Regions from separate parts of the Mus musculus genome. Here region 1 is linked to region 2. Evidence: chromatin contacts called from public HiChIP or PLAC-seq data. All regions are on one chromosome and are shown on one strand. Each heading gives the region's core, a stretch centred on a gene start, on an enhancer-like site or on the middle of the called end of the contact. The rest is flanking DNA. Distances are from core to core; before and after follow the strand shown.

Evidence for each region. HiChIP or PLAC-seq counts read pairs in DNA pulled down with a chosen protein or histone mark.
Region 1: a contact with region 2 is called in an H3K27ac HiChIP or PLAC-seq map of trophoblast stem cells, with 11 times the contacts expected there. The contact joins the enhancer-like site here to the promoter of Pgm1 in region 2. A contact is called at or near these places in 9 of 39 promoter capture datasets (the 3T3-L1 cell line, HPC-7-derived erythroid cells, cranial neural crest and 5 more), 1 of 484 Hi-C or Micro-C datasets (reprogramming fibroblasts) and 3 of 115 datasets of contacts at active chromatin or transcription factors (astrocytes, embryonic forebrain and trophoblast stem cells).

What each region holds. Positions count from the first base shown.
Region 1 is chr4:101,154,239-101,160,434 of GRCm38.p6, forward strand. Jak1 (Janus kinase 1) reads right to left here. Exons shown (of 25, transcript NM_146145.2): 17 at 5,794-5,945; 18 at 4,777-4,927; 19 at 4,576-4,670; 20 at 3,516-3,708; 21 at 2,714-2,838; 22 at 2,155-2,327; 23 at 778-895; 24 at 300-410. Among named protein-coding and RNA genes, the nearest start is that of Gm24468, 29 kb to the right of the region's middle. Within about 2 kb of position 1,468, at least 45 of the 459 cell types and tissues checked have an H3K27ac peak or open chromatin away from gene starts, as enhancers often do. A contact at or near this core is called in trophoblast stem cells, where this site is marked.
Region 2 is chr4:99,925,223-99,930,836 of GRCm38.p6, forward strand. It overlaps Pgm1 (phosphoglucomutase 1), which reads left to right and starts at 4,229. Exons shown (of 11, transcript NM_028132.3): 1 at 4,229-4,589. The coding sequence starts at 4,344. It overlaps BC062258 (a long non-coding RNA gene), which reads left to right and starts at 4,596. Exons shown (of 2, transcript XR_003955079.1): 1 at 4,596-4,792; 2 at 5,423-5,614.

The DNA of each region.
Region 1 (6,196 bases), core at 218-2,717, 1.2 Mb after region 2:
CACATGTGCTCTTCTGGGAAGGCAGACATGCACGGTATGGAGGCCACAGCTCCCTGAGAGGAGCCTTGCTTGAGCAGCATATCATCCCCCGCAGGAGGGATTTCTCTCATGTCTTACCCAAGTGGATGCTGTAAATGGAACCTAGGACCTCAGAAAGAATAGCGAGTACTCTTAAGCAAGAGCCAACACTGTAGCCAGTGTAAGGCCTTCGGTTCTGTTATTCCCCTCCCATGCTGGATAAGGCAAGCTGTAAAGACATTCAAAATGCAGTTCCCTTCCCATGAAGGGGACACAGCTACCTCATCAGGACAGTTGGGTGGACATGGCAGACGCTTTCCTTCTTTCAGAGTATTCACAAGCCGTGTCACTGTCATCTGGCCATGAGTTGGGCCTATCATTTTCAGGAACAACTATGTAAAATAAAACCAAACAAAATTAAGGTGATGCTTTCAGAAGTAAGAAGAAATTAAAGCAACAAAGCTTTTCTCTTCCATAACTTCAAATGAAAATCTAAAACCCTTATTTGCGCTCTCAAGGATTGGTCCATAACAGCACATCTGAGGGGACCAACCACAGCTGTCAGTCGTATGAAAACAAAACCCCTACGGCAATGCTCAAAGTGTATCATTCTCTCTTGTGATGACCCTCACCCTAAAAACCTGAGTCGTCTTACTGAATTCTGCACTTGTGAAGGCAAACTTTGCCAGACCATGTGAGATAGCATGCTGTAACCCTCTCCATGTGGCACACTGACAAGAGGTAGCAGTTAACACTTACGGCCATGGGACTAAAATCTGAGTCACAGTAAGTGAGCAGCTCGTGCAGTGTCACTCCAAAAGACCAGACATCAGAGGCGATATAAAATTTACACTGGATTAAACATTCCGGAGCGTACCTGAAAGGAAAGCAGGGAGTGAGCCTTTTGTTCCTCCCAAAAAAAAAAAAAAAGAGTGCCTCAGGAAAGCCACTTCCCTGTTCTTGAGAATGTAAGTCACGTGCCTCTGAGGGACTCTGGCCATTCATGCTGCCACAGTGCACACAGCACACGGGACAGCAGTCCAGAGGCTCACAGCAACATCTTACTTGCCCTTAAACGAGATATCTGTGTTCCTCGTGTCCCAGGGAACATTCTTTTAGAGAGGGGACAGTCCCCTGAAGATGAGCCCCAAGTTATATCCCTGTAAGCCAGGAGTCAGCACCCTCTCTGGCATCACTATTTTGGTGAGTGATGCCCAAATGCCCATACCAGGTGTCTAGGCATCCCAGAACTGGTTTCCTGAACACTCCTCAGACAAATCCACTTCCTACTGTCCCAACCTGTCCTTCCTGGGCTACTGAAGCAGCTGACCCCGATTCCCTTGTTCCTTTCTTGTTCCTCTCCATGGTGACCTTCAGTACAGACTTTGTGTCCTTCAACTCTGGTCAAGTCCTGATGCTCTGACTCAGCCACCCCTACAGCACTTCCCAATGACACACGTGCTTTCAGTTCCCTCTTATCTCTGTCAGCAGAACAGCAGAGCTCCAGCCATGCCCCCTTCCCTTCAGCTTTTACCCAATCACACACAGCCTTTCAAACCCATGCCTGAAGCCTGTGCCACTGCCACACTAAGTTGGCTGCCTCACCCATAATTCAGGATTCACTGGCACAATCAAGGGCCTCAAAACCACTCCGTTTTTAAACGAGGAAGGAAGACTCTGGATAGGCTTTGCTGGTGGAGAGGGCCCCATGTCTGCATGAGAGGCATCAGGGTACACAGGCAGCTTTCCCCAGGAAGGTGTTCCCAACTGAGAGACAATGATGGTCAGGGCGTGGCTCGCTAACTACGGTAACTAGTGGTTCCTAAAACCTAGCCAAGTATCTATCCCTCTTGCAGGATCTCCACGACTATGGCAATGTGTACCTGTGGCCCTGCGATCCCTCCAGGGCTTCTACACGGATGTATTAAGAACGAGCCAGCCTCTTCCACCTGCTCACAGCTATGAGAACTGTGGTGGGTGTGGCTTGCTCACATGAAGCTACAGAGGCTGAAGTGATGATGGCCAGACTCTCCCATTCTCCAAAAGCTCAGAGCAGCTGATACGCACCCAAGCACAGCTTCAAGAGCCTTCAAGACAATGCTAAGCTACAAAGCACGGCCGAGCTGGTTTACATACCAGAACACTGGGCTGTCCCGGTCGTCCTTGACTGTGTAGTACTCCTTATCGGTTTCAATTGCTTTGGTTAAACCAAAGTCTCCGATCTTCACTTGATGCTCACTCTCAACAAGGACATTTCTTGCTGCTAAGTCCCGGTGAACGTATTGCCGAGAACCCAAGTAGTCCATCCCCTAAGAGAAAAGTGTGGCTCAGGCCCATTGCGAAGGTAAATGTGCTGTTGATAACCCACAGTCCTTCCCCTAAGAGCAGTAGGTCAGACCCACTGAAAAAGTCACTTCAGGTTGTGTTTTTTTTATCTTCCACAGCACAATTAGGAAAAAAAGCCATTTCATCCCCATATCACTAACAGTTTTTGTTATAAAATTAAACAATTAAAAAAAAAAAAAAGGTCCAAGTAAAGTCCACTGCTCACATTTCATGCAAATGGTGCAGAGTTAAAAACACGGTTCATTTATTACAGGCTCCCGCTGAGGTCTAATTACTAACCATTTCCCCAGGACAGAATGCCTACTTTTTTAAAAAAAACAGGCTGTTTCTTTCTGTTTGGTGTTTTTACCTTACAAATCTGGATGGCATATTTTAGCTGCTGTTTGAGGTTGATTTTGTTCTTATTCTTTGGCAGATACTCCTTTAGGCTTCCCGAAGGCAGAAACTCCATGATGAGCTTGATACCATTGCCTCCTATTTAGGAGAAAGTAGCATCAGATGAGGCTGCAGAGAGGATGAGCATGGGGCTCTGTAGACAGGGCCTGGGGGTGGAAGGTCAGCCTAGCCCCCGAAGCATGGGGAAGAAGAGCCTACCACAGGCACAGACACTTCAGTGATAAACAGGAGTCCATAGCCCCAGGTCCTGCCTCATCAGGGTACTGCAGTCCTAGTGCTTTGTGAATCTCTAGACAAGCGATCAGTTTTAAAATCATAGTCCATACCCTCTTATTACTAGTTTTAAAGCACATGCATGACTGCCTTGCAGATAAGGTACAGTATTAGTAAATGTGACTACTAAGTACTATTTGCTACCTTAGCTTCAATAAGGACAGAGCAGAAGGCCTTAGGTAGCACTAGATCAGAAGAGGAATGGGGGTGAGTAGTTTAACTTCCTTATGGCACAAGTGTGGCTATCTGGGATGCTTCCCAGCATTATACGTGAATCTGAAAGACAAAGTTCACATCCTGCGGCTGGGAGAAGCCTCCCAGGAGGCCTGCAGTTGGTAAGGACCTTGTTGTTGTGAGACCTGAATGTCTGACAGCCCACAGGAGCTGGTAAAGATGAAGCTGCGGACTGCCTACCAGCAAATGCCCTTAGGACCCAGAGAGCCACTGGACCTTTATCCCACAGTCCAGTGTGCACAACATACCGTCTTCCATGCAGATTCCTTTGTACTTCACAATGTTCTCATGGTAGAGGTTCCGTAAGATCTCTATCTCCTTCTTCAGATCAGCTATGTGGTTACCTCCACTCTCAGGCTTCAGGGACTTGACAGCTACCTGCTCCCCTGTGTTGTCTCCCTCAGGATCATATCTGCAGAGCTCAACCTTCCCAAAGTGACCCTGGAAGGAATATGTCCATGCTATCAGAGATGCCCAGACAAGCTAGATCCGCTGAGGAAATGCCTTGTTCTCAGGCTGTCTCTCACGGCCACAAGCATCACCTCGGTCTGATCTCCTGACTCCTCTCGGCTCAGCTCATCCTCACTTGACTCAATGACCTCTGCTACTGAGCGAAGACTAAGAAAGCAGCTGGTGACTAAGGGACCACTTTACCCATCAATCCCAGTTTCTAAGACAGTGTACTCTCCAGCAATGAGGCCACCTCTGCATTCGGAGGACAGCTGAGGCATTCTTTCATAGTCACAGGTCCATGCTATAGGACAGGCTAGCAGGGCTCAAAAGAGCATTTGCACAGGGGAGCTTCAAATCCCAAATATGCCACTTATCAGTAGGAGGATGACGGACGAGTGTGAAAATGCCCAGTACAGATGCTGTTAGTCCAGTACAGTCATGATGTTAAGTGAGCGTCTGAGAGTCTATCTATATGAAAACACCAACCCAGGAACTCCCGTGGTCACACCAGCTGCTACTCAAAGGAAAACCCGTGACTCATATCTTGGCACTCTCCTTATGTAAGGAATCACAGTATAATCTTGGAAGAGTCAGAGTTAGAGATGCTCCCGTTTAGTCTACATCTATGCTTGGCCCTCCTCTACAGCACAGAGAAAAGTCAAGGTACTTGAGGAAGCTGTCCCAGGTCCTGGGTATTTATGCAGTCATTCACATGCAGGTACACCTAACTTGGCATGGTCAAGTGTCCCTTGACAAAGGGCATTAAGGTGCTTCTCTTAAAGCCTCTGACGAAGGACAAAGGGGAATATGGCAGCTGTCCATGCAGACAGAGGCTAGAGCCCAAGTGTAACTTGCCTCTCCCAAGTCACGAATCCTCTTCAGGAACCGCTTTTCAAAGTGAGTGGGGTCCACCTCTGTTGTTGGCTGCTTTTCTGAAACAATGTCTGGATCTAAGTGAAGAGACAAGGAAACAGATTAGCCTCCAAGCAGTAACCAGGACTGCCACCCTCCCTGCCCCAGCAGTCTCTGAGGCTGGGACTGGCTGGCCAGACTCACTCTGCTCCTCCAGCTTGTTAATGTCCCTCATGATGGCTCGGAAGAAGGGTCTCTGGTTGGGGTCATAGTTCATGCAGCGAGTCATGAGGTCAGCTAGCTCCTTGCAAGATGGAGTCACAGGCCTGCAGCGGCTTTCATAAAACCTCTCTTTCTGTAAAAAAGAATGACGATTGGGAGACCAGGTACCCACCCTCAGACCTTCGACTCTACACCTTCAGAAACAACTGCCAATCCCTACTTCAATCCCCAGTGTCTCTGCCAAAAGGCAAATGTCCTCAATGTGGGGTTTCAGTGGCCTCTTTCCAGTATGAGGAAAGCAGTCGTGATAGTGACATATCCCAGATTCAAGGAGAAACGGTAGCACCTCCCACTCCCAAGGTGCTGTGTTCTAGGGAAGCCCGGCAGCTTCTCTGGAATTGTGTGGCAACGAGCAGCAGCCTTCCTGATCCTCCTCACTCACCCACTAATTCCAATTACCACACTGCTCAGAAACAAACCACACGAGCCATGCTTACCCTACAAAGACAGAGCAAACTGTAAATACCACAGTAAGTGAGCTACGGAAGGAAGTCAGCGCTGGACGCGCCAATTAACTCACTAAGTTCCCACGAGGAAGTGCTCACACAACAGTAAATTAAAAACTACATGTTCACCAGGCCAAAGTCATAGCAGTCAGTCAGGAATGGCACAGTTATGACCGTTTAAAAAATATTTATATCTTTCATTTCTGAGCTTAACCCTCTGCAAGCCTTAGCAGTCCTCAGGGGAAGGCCCAAGCCTCAGTCCTGTCTAGGGCAGTCAGTACACACCAGGAGCTCCACTCATTTAAAGCCTCGTTTTTATACTGCAGCTGTGCAATGCCTGTCTACCTTCCTAAGGACTCGACAGAGGAGTCATTATTTATTCCCGTTTTATGGAGCCGAGGCTGAAGGTTACTTACAAGTGTAAGACGACCAAGCTCACAGGCCCATGAGCATCTGAGATCTTGTCCACCTCAGTCTGGAAACAAGTGCTCACCTCAATGAGGGTCTTGTCTTTGAGAGGAATCTCTCCGTTGTAGCAGATTTCCCAGAGCGTGGTTCCAAAGCTCCACTTGTCAGCAGCCACACTCAGGTTCTTGGAGTCTTCAACACACTCAGGAGCGATCCAGGGGATTCGCTCTATGCACTCTGGGGAAAGACAACAGACCCACCTATAGGCCAGCTCCTGGGACCACCTAATATGCAAAATACTGCCTCTGCAGCTACAAGGGTGGGCCTGCAGCCTGCATAATTCCTGGCCACGGAAGTCCTATGGTGAGTCCAACACACAGCAACCTAGGTGGTCTGATCAAGGCCAGCACAAAGGCTACCCCACGAGCTACCCCAGAGGAGCCATCTTTTAAAACCTGGTGTCAAAAACAGCAGAACGCCATAGACAG
Region 2 (5,614 bases), core at 2,979-5,478:
ACTCTCAGAAGAGCAAAAGCTACAAAGAAGACAGAGACCAGACCAGCTGCCTGGAAGAAGCAGAAACCAGCCAAACCGGCTGGAAAAGGTTTAGATCAGAGTCTGCTGGAAAGGAAGCTCTCTAAGCCTGTGGCTGGGGTGGGCTTTGGTAATGCAGCTGTTGTCATTTCTGCTCCTATAAGTAACCTCTCACCCATATACCTGTAGCTAACACCAATTCAACTCATTGGTTTACCAATCTGGACTTTGGTGGTATCTGTAGGGTTAAAAAGTCTGACCTCACTTCCAGGTTTTGAAAACCCACCAATCCCTGACTTGAAACCCACAAATCCCTGAACTGAAAAGCCCAGTTTCCAAGCTCAAAATCTATCAATCCCTGGACTCATCCCAAGCTCAGCACTTGAAGTCCCACCTATCCCCACCCTGGAAATACACACTCTGGAAAATTCTGGCCCCCAAGAAACCCTCTATAAAGCCAGCTTCCTGCTCAGTTCTTTGCTATTTCTCTTCCGAGCAGAGGCAGCCACCCTCTTGTGTCTTTCCCAATAAATCTCTGTGTGGGGTGTTGTGCAGTGTGACTTTGGGGTACTCCTTGGCCCCAGACTACCAGGGTACCTTTCCCTTCAGAGCTGAAACACTTCCACTGGGGAACCCGTTCCCCTCAGAGCTGTAACACAGGATCTGTACTATGGTCTGTCACGGGCTCCCCATCTAGGGTGAGTAGACATGTGTGTTGCCTCTCTCCAACAGCTCTTTGCCCATCTTTGCCTGAGCATTTACTGGCATGGTCTAGTACGGGCAACTGTAGCTATTGAGATTTCGTGATACAGGTCACACAGACTGGTATGTATGTATGTATGTATGTATGTATGTATGTATGTATGTATGTATGTATGTATGTTTTGCCCTGGGGCCAAGCCTGATAACCCGAGTTCTACCCCTAGAACTCATGCTGGAAGGAGAGAACAATCTTCTGCAGGGTGTTCTCAGGCTGCAGTGCTGGAGTGTGCGCACCTTACACACAAGTCAGTTTTAGAATAAGTCAGATTTGATCCTGAGGACAGTGTAGCCAAGTGGAGTGGATTACAGCTTCCAAAGAAGTAGGGGTCTCAGCTCCACAGATGCCAGGAAAACAGTGTTCTTAGCAATCTCAAGAGATGTGTCCAAAGCACTCAGCTCAAAACAGTTCTAAATTGTAGTTTATTGTTGCCAGAGTAGTTCACCAAGCAGTTCTTTCTCTAAGAAAGAAGCAAAAGCCTGCTCGCCTTATAAAGCCCAGGCTCCCTCCACAGTGCTGTCGCACATCAGCATCCTTCCATGGCAAGCACAGCTCTGTAAGCTGCCTGTAGCTGGTAGGTTTTGTTGACTCATGATGACAAGGACTTTCTGTGCTGGTTATGACTGGAGATAGTAGTGGTTGAGGGCAATCAGGATGAGTGCAGTTTGCAATACACGGCTACATGGCTACAGGCGATTGGACTTTGGGTATTTAGACTGTGGCATCTATGTTGATTTACCTTTAACACTTTGCCCAGCCCAGTCAAGACCATGATTTCAATCGTTTTACATATGCTGAGAATGTGGAACACAGCCAAATGTGGCAGAGTTCTGACTTAAAGAGTTTTGAGGTAATAAATGGGCACTTTCAATCACCGTGTGTGTGTGTGTGTGTGTGTGTGTGTGTGTGTGTGTGTGTGTGTGTGTGTGTGTGTTATTTTGGTACATAGCACTGGAAAAGTAATTCGAAGGGATTACATAAATGATTGCTAGGATCATAGGGGCTGTAAAGGAGACGCTGGATCTAGCCAAGATTGGCTGAGTCTTGCTCAGATCCGCATAATGGCTCAGTTAACCTGTAGGGTAAAAAACTCCAAGCTCACTTCTGGGTTTTCAAAACCCACCAATCCCTGGGCTCACTCCAAGCTCAGGACTTGAAATCTCAGCAATCCCCCTCCGCCCTGGAAATCTCCAACCTGGTAAACCCTGCCCCCAAAAAACCCCATACAAGAAGCCTGCCTCTGCTCAGTTCTCTGCTGCTTCTTGCCTGAGCACAGGCAGTCAGTCACCCTTTCGTGTCTTTCCCCGTGTATCTCTTGTGTGAGGTTTGTTGTGCAGTGTGACTCTGGTATTCCTTGGCTCCTGACTGCCAGGATACCTTCCCTTCAGAGCTGTAACACTTGAATTGGGGCAGTCTTTCCCCTTAGGGCTGTAACACTTGCATAAACAACAGCCCGAGGGATAATGCATGGAGGATGTATTAAGCTAATAAGTTTTAGATGGATTTGCTATGTGGCTGAAGCTAACTGCTGCATGTTCTGAGGTGAGAGAAGTACAGATCCAGTCTTAAGTGAACAGCTTCATCATACTTCCATAGACAGTTAAGACCTCGGGAAGGGCATGCATGGGTTCCGAGTCTGAGCCCAGCACTTTGTGTGATACCATTTGTTGAGTACTTTTTATTAGTACCTAGGTGAAAGCACTAATGTAAACTATATAAATCTAAAGTGGATGTTTGTAAGACTTGGAGGATTCTATGCTATATTTTCATTTTTGAGTTAGGTAATCTCAGTCACACTCACTATTCTACCTTTAACTAATTTTCTCACCTAATGAGTTTGAAAACACAACTTACTTTACAAAAATATGACTATAAGCTGTAAATTCTTAGGAAAATATTAGAAATTATGAGCAGCTGTCAGTTTCCACATAGCTACCACAGAAGCTCAATGACAGTGATTATAACCAGCTATGCTGTATACACATAAACTTCATATCCATATACCTATTAGCATTTGTTCTGAGGCAGAACTTACATATGTCAGCCAACCTCCCTGCTTGATCAAGAGACACCAATTAGCCACTGTGAAAGTATGAGTACAAGCTCAGTTCATGGGTTATCAGTATGTTCTAGTACTGCAACTGGAGAGAGGAGCTGATAATTTTAGGCTTGATAGGTTTTAAGTACAGTCTGATGACTGCATCAACTAATACTGATTTCACGTGGACTGTACTAAGCTGGGGTCATTTCAAGTCTGTATAGGTCTATGCCTCTATGGAATGTTTCTCTCTCTCTCTCTTTCCCTCTCTCTCTCTCTCTTTCTTTCTCTCTCTCTCTCTCTCTCTGGGTGTGTGTGTGTGTAGGAATACAGGCACAGTCATCATCACCACAACCTCTTTCTTGCAGAAATCCTTTTTGAAAGGTTTTACATTTGTTTAAGATGGACACTCACAGACTTAACTTTCTTAAAGGTATTTGTTTTCTTGGTATACTAAAATGACACATTTGTCAAGCAGAGACTCTTAACAAAAAAACAAAAACAAAAACAAAAAAAAACTAAGAAAGGCAGAAGAAAATATTCCTACCGAATAATCAAATCCTTTTTGACTGCCTTAGCTCTTGCTGTTTTCACAATCACTGGGTCCGCTGTCACAGTAATCCTTTGACGCCTTATAGCTGTATCTATGTTTATCTAGGCTGCCTTCAAAGTTTCCATTTCCTAGTTGTCAAACGTGATGGATGACAGACAGGCCAACCCTGGTAAGAGCCTGCCTGGCTTGTTCAGACCCAAACTGAGCTGAACTTCCTCAAGTGATGAAGGATTTTGTTTTGTTTTTCGAGACAGGGTTTCTCTGTGTAGCCCTGGCTTTCCTGGAACTCACTCTATAGACCAGGCTGGCCTCGAACTCAGAAATCTGCCTGCCTCTGCCTCCCAAGTGATGGGATTAAAGGCATGTGCCACCACCGCCCGGCGAGGAAGGATTTTATTATCGGAATTTCTCAGTGTTGTGAGCAGAAGCACGGAAAAATAAAACCCGTACTTTTGGAAGATCTAGAAACTATACACTAAACAAATCAGTTCTTCGGATATCCACAATCACTAATGAAGTAGCATGTGGCCCACAGCAAACACATAAAAAGTAGAAAGCTGAATATAACTTTGGGGTTGAGCCTGTCCTTGCAGAAAAAAAAAAAGTCGGAGGATGGCTTTTCTGTCTTTTAGACCAGCTTCTGGAATGTATACGTGACACTCTAGTCCAATCACAGTAACGTGCTGAACTCTTCGTCCTTGCACTATGATCGATAGATGAAGCTCTGCTCTCCAGTTAAAGAGCTAGTTTCTTTATATAGACCATTGGCTCAGGTAGAGATGTGTCAGTCGGGGAGACTCCGCCCCTCTCGACCCCGTGACCCGTCCCTCTTCCCAGGCAGCCGGACTTTGGCGAAGTGGGCGGGCCGTGGGCAGGCCCTGGGCCATCGTTTCCAGGGCAAGAGCAGAGCGGACCCTGAGCCCTCTGCAGCAGCCAGAGCCGCAGCCACTGTCGCCTCGCAGCCAACCGCCACCATGGTGAAGATCGTGACAGTGAAGACGCAGGCATATCCGGATCAGAAGCCGGGCACCAGCGGATTGCGGAAGCGAGTGAAGGTTTTCCAGAGCAACGCCAACTATGCGGAGAATTTCATCCAGAGCATCGTCTCTACCGTGGAGCCGGCGCTGAGGCAGGAGGCCACGCTGGTTGTGGGCGGGGACGGCCGCTTCTACATGACCGAGGCCATCCAGCTCATCGTACGCATCGCTGCAGCCAACGGGGTAAGGGACGCGCGGGCCGGGCTGAGCGTGTGCTACGTGCGGGCTTCTCTGGGCCGGCGCTTCCGTGCGCGCCACCATCCCGTCCCCGCCCCGCGCACGCTCCCTTGACCTTGGCAGTACCCCCGCCCCCACACCCCTATTCGGCTTCCCGTCCACCCCATCCCCCCACACCCCACGTTTCGCAATGGCTATGCCGGGGAAAGGTGAGCCCGCCGTGCAGACCCTGCGTGGCGCTGTGCTATTCTGGTCTGGGATTGGGGCACCTCCCGCTGACTCGAGGCCAGGTGTTGGGAGGGCCGGGGTGACCGGAGCACTCATCCCCCTGGGGCGTTAAGCCAGCGATCTGGGCCCGCAGGTGCCAAGCCTCTCTCCCTGCCCTCTGGTTGGCTTGGGAAAGGCGCTTCCTCCCCTGCCGGGCCTGCTGCCTGGGTTCAGGCTTTTGAAAAGTCCAGTCTCTGCTGGACCTGTTCCACCAAGGGGGCTGGACCTGAATTTTCATTAAAGCAATAACAATATACCCAAGGGCTCTCTTATGCAAGCTGTCCTGACAGGCCAGGAAATTAATGCAACGCCCCCAGTTCCGCCCCCTGGTTAAGAAGGTTAACTGTCTTAATTGAGCAGGTCCACTAGAGAGGTGAAACTTTTTTTTCTCCTATAAATCTGATGATTTGTAAATGTGGATTTGGAATTGGTTATTTGTTTCTACAAGATACTTTAAAAGAAGTTTTAAGGAACACGTTTTCTTTGTATATTTACAATAACATTGGACTTTCTCTCAGCTCCTCTGGGGCCCATTCCCTTCAACAATAACTTGTATTTCAACTTATTTCAAGCTGCCTTGCCAAGCACCGTGACAAACATTTCACTGGTGTGTCTCAAGAACCCTCTTGAAGCCCTATAAGGAAGACGCTATTATGGGTACTTTAAAGTCACCGAGGAGAGTACTAAAAAGCCTGGGCAGGTTAAAGAATTTACCAAAACTATAACGGGAACATTGAATCCAGCACGGACCTTCCGGTACCACT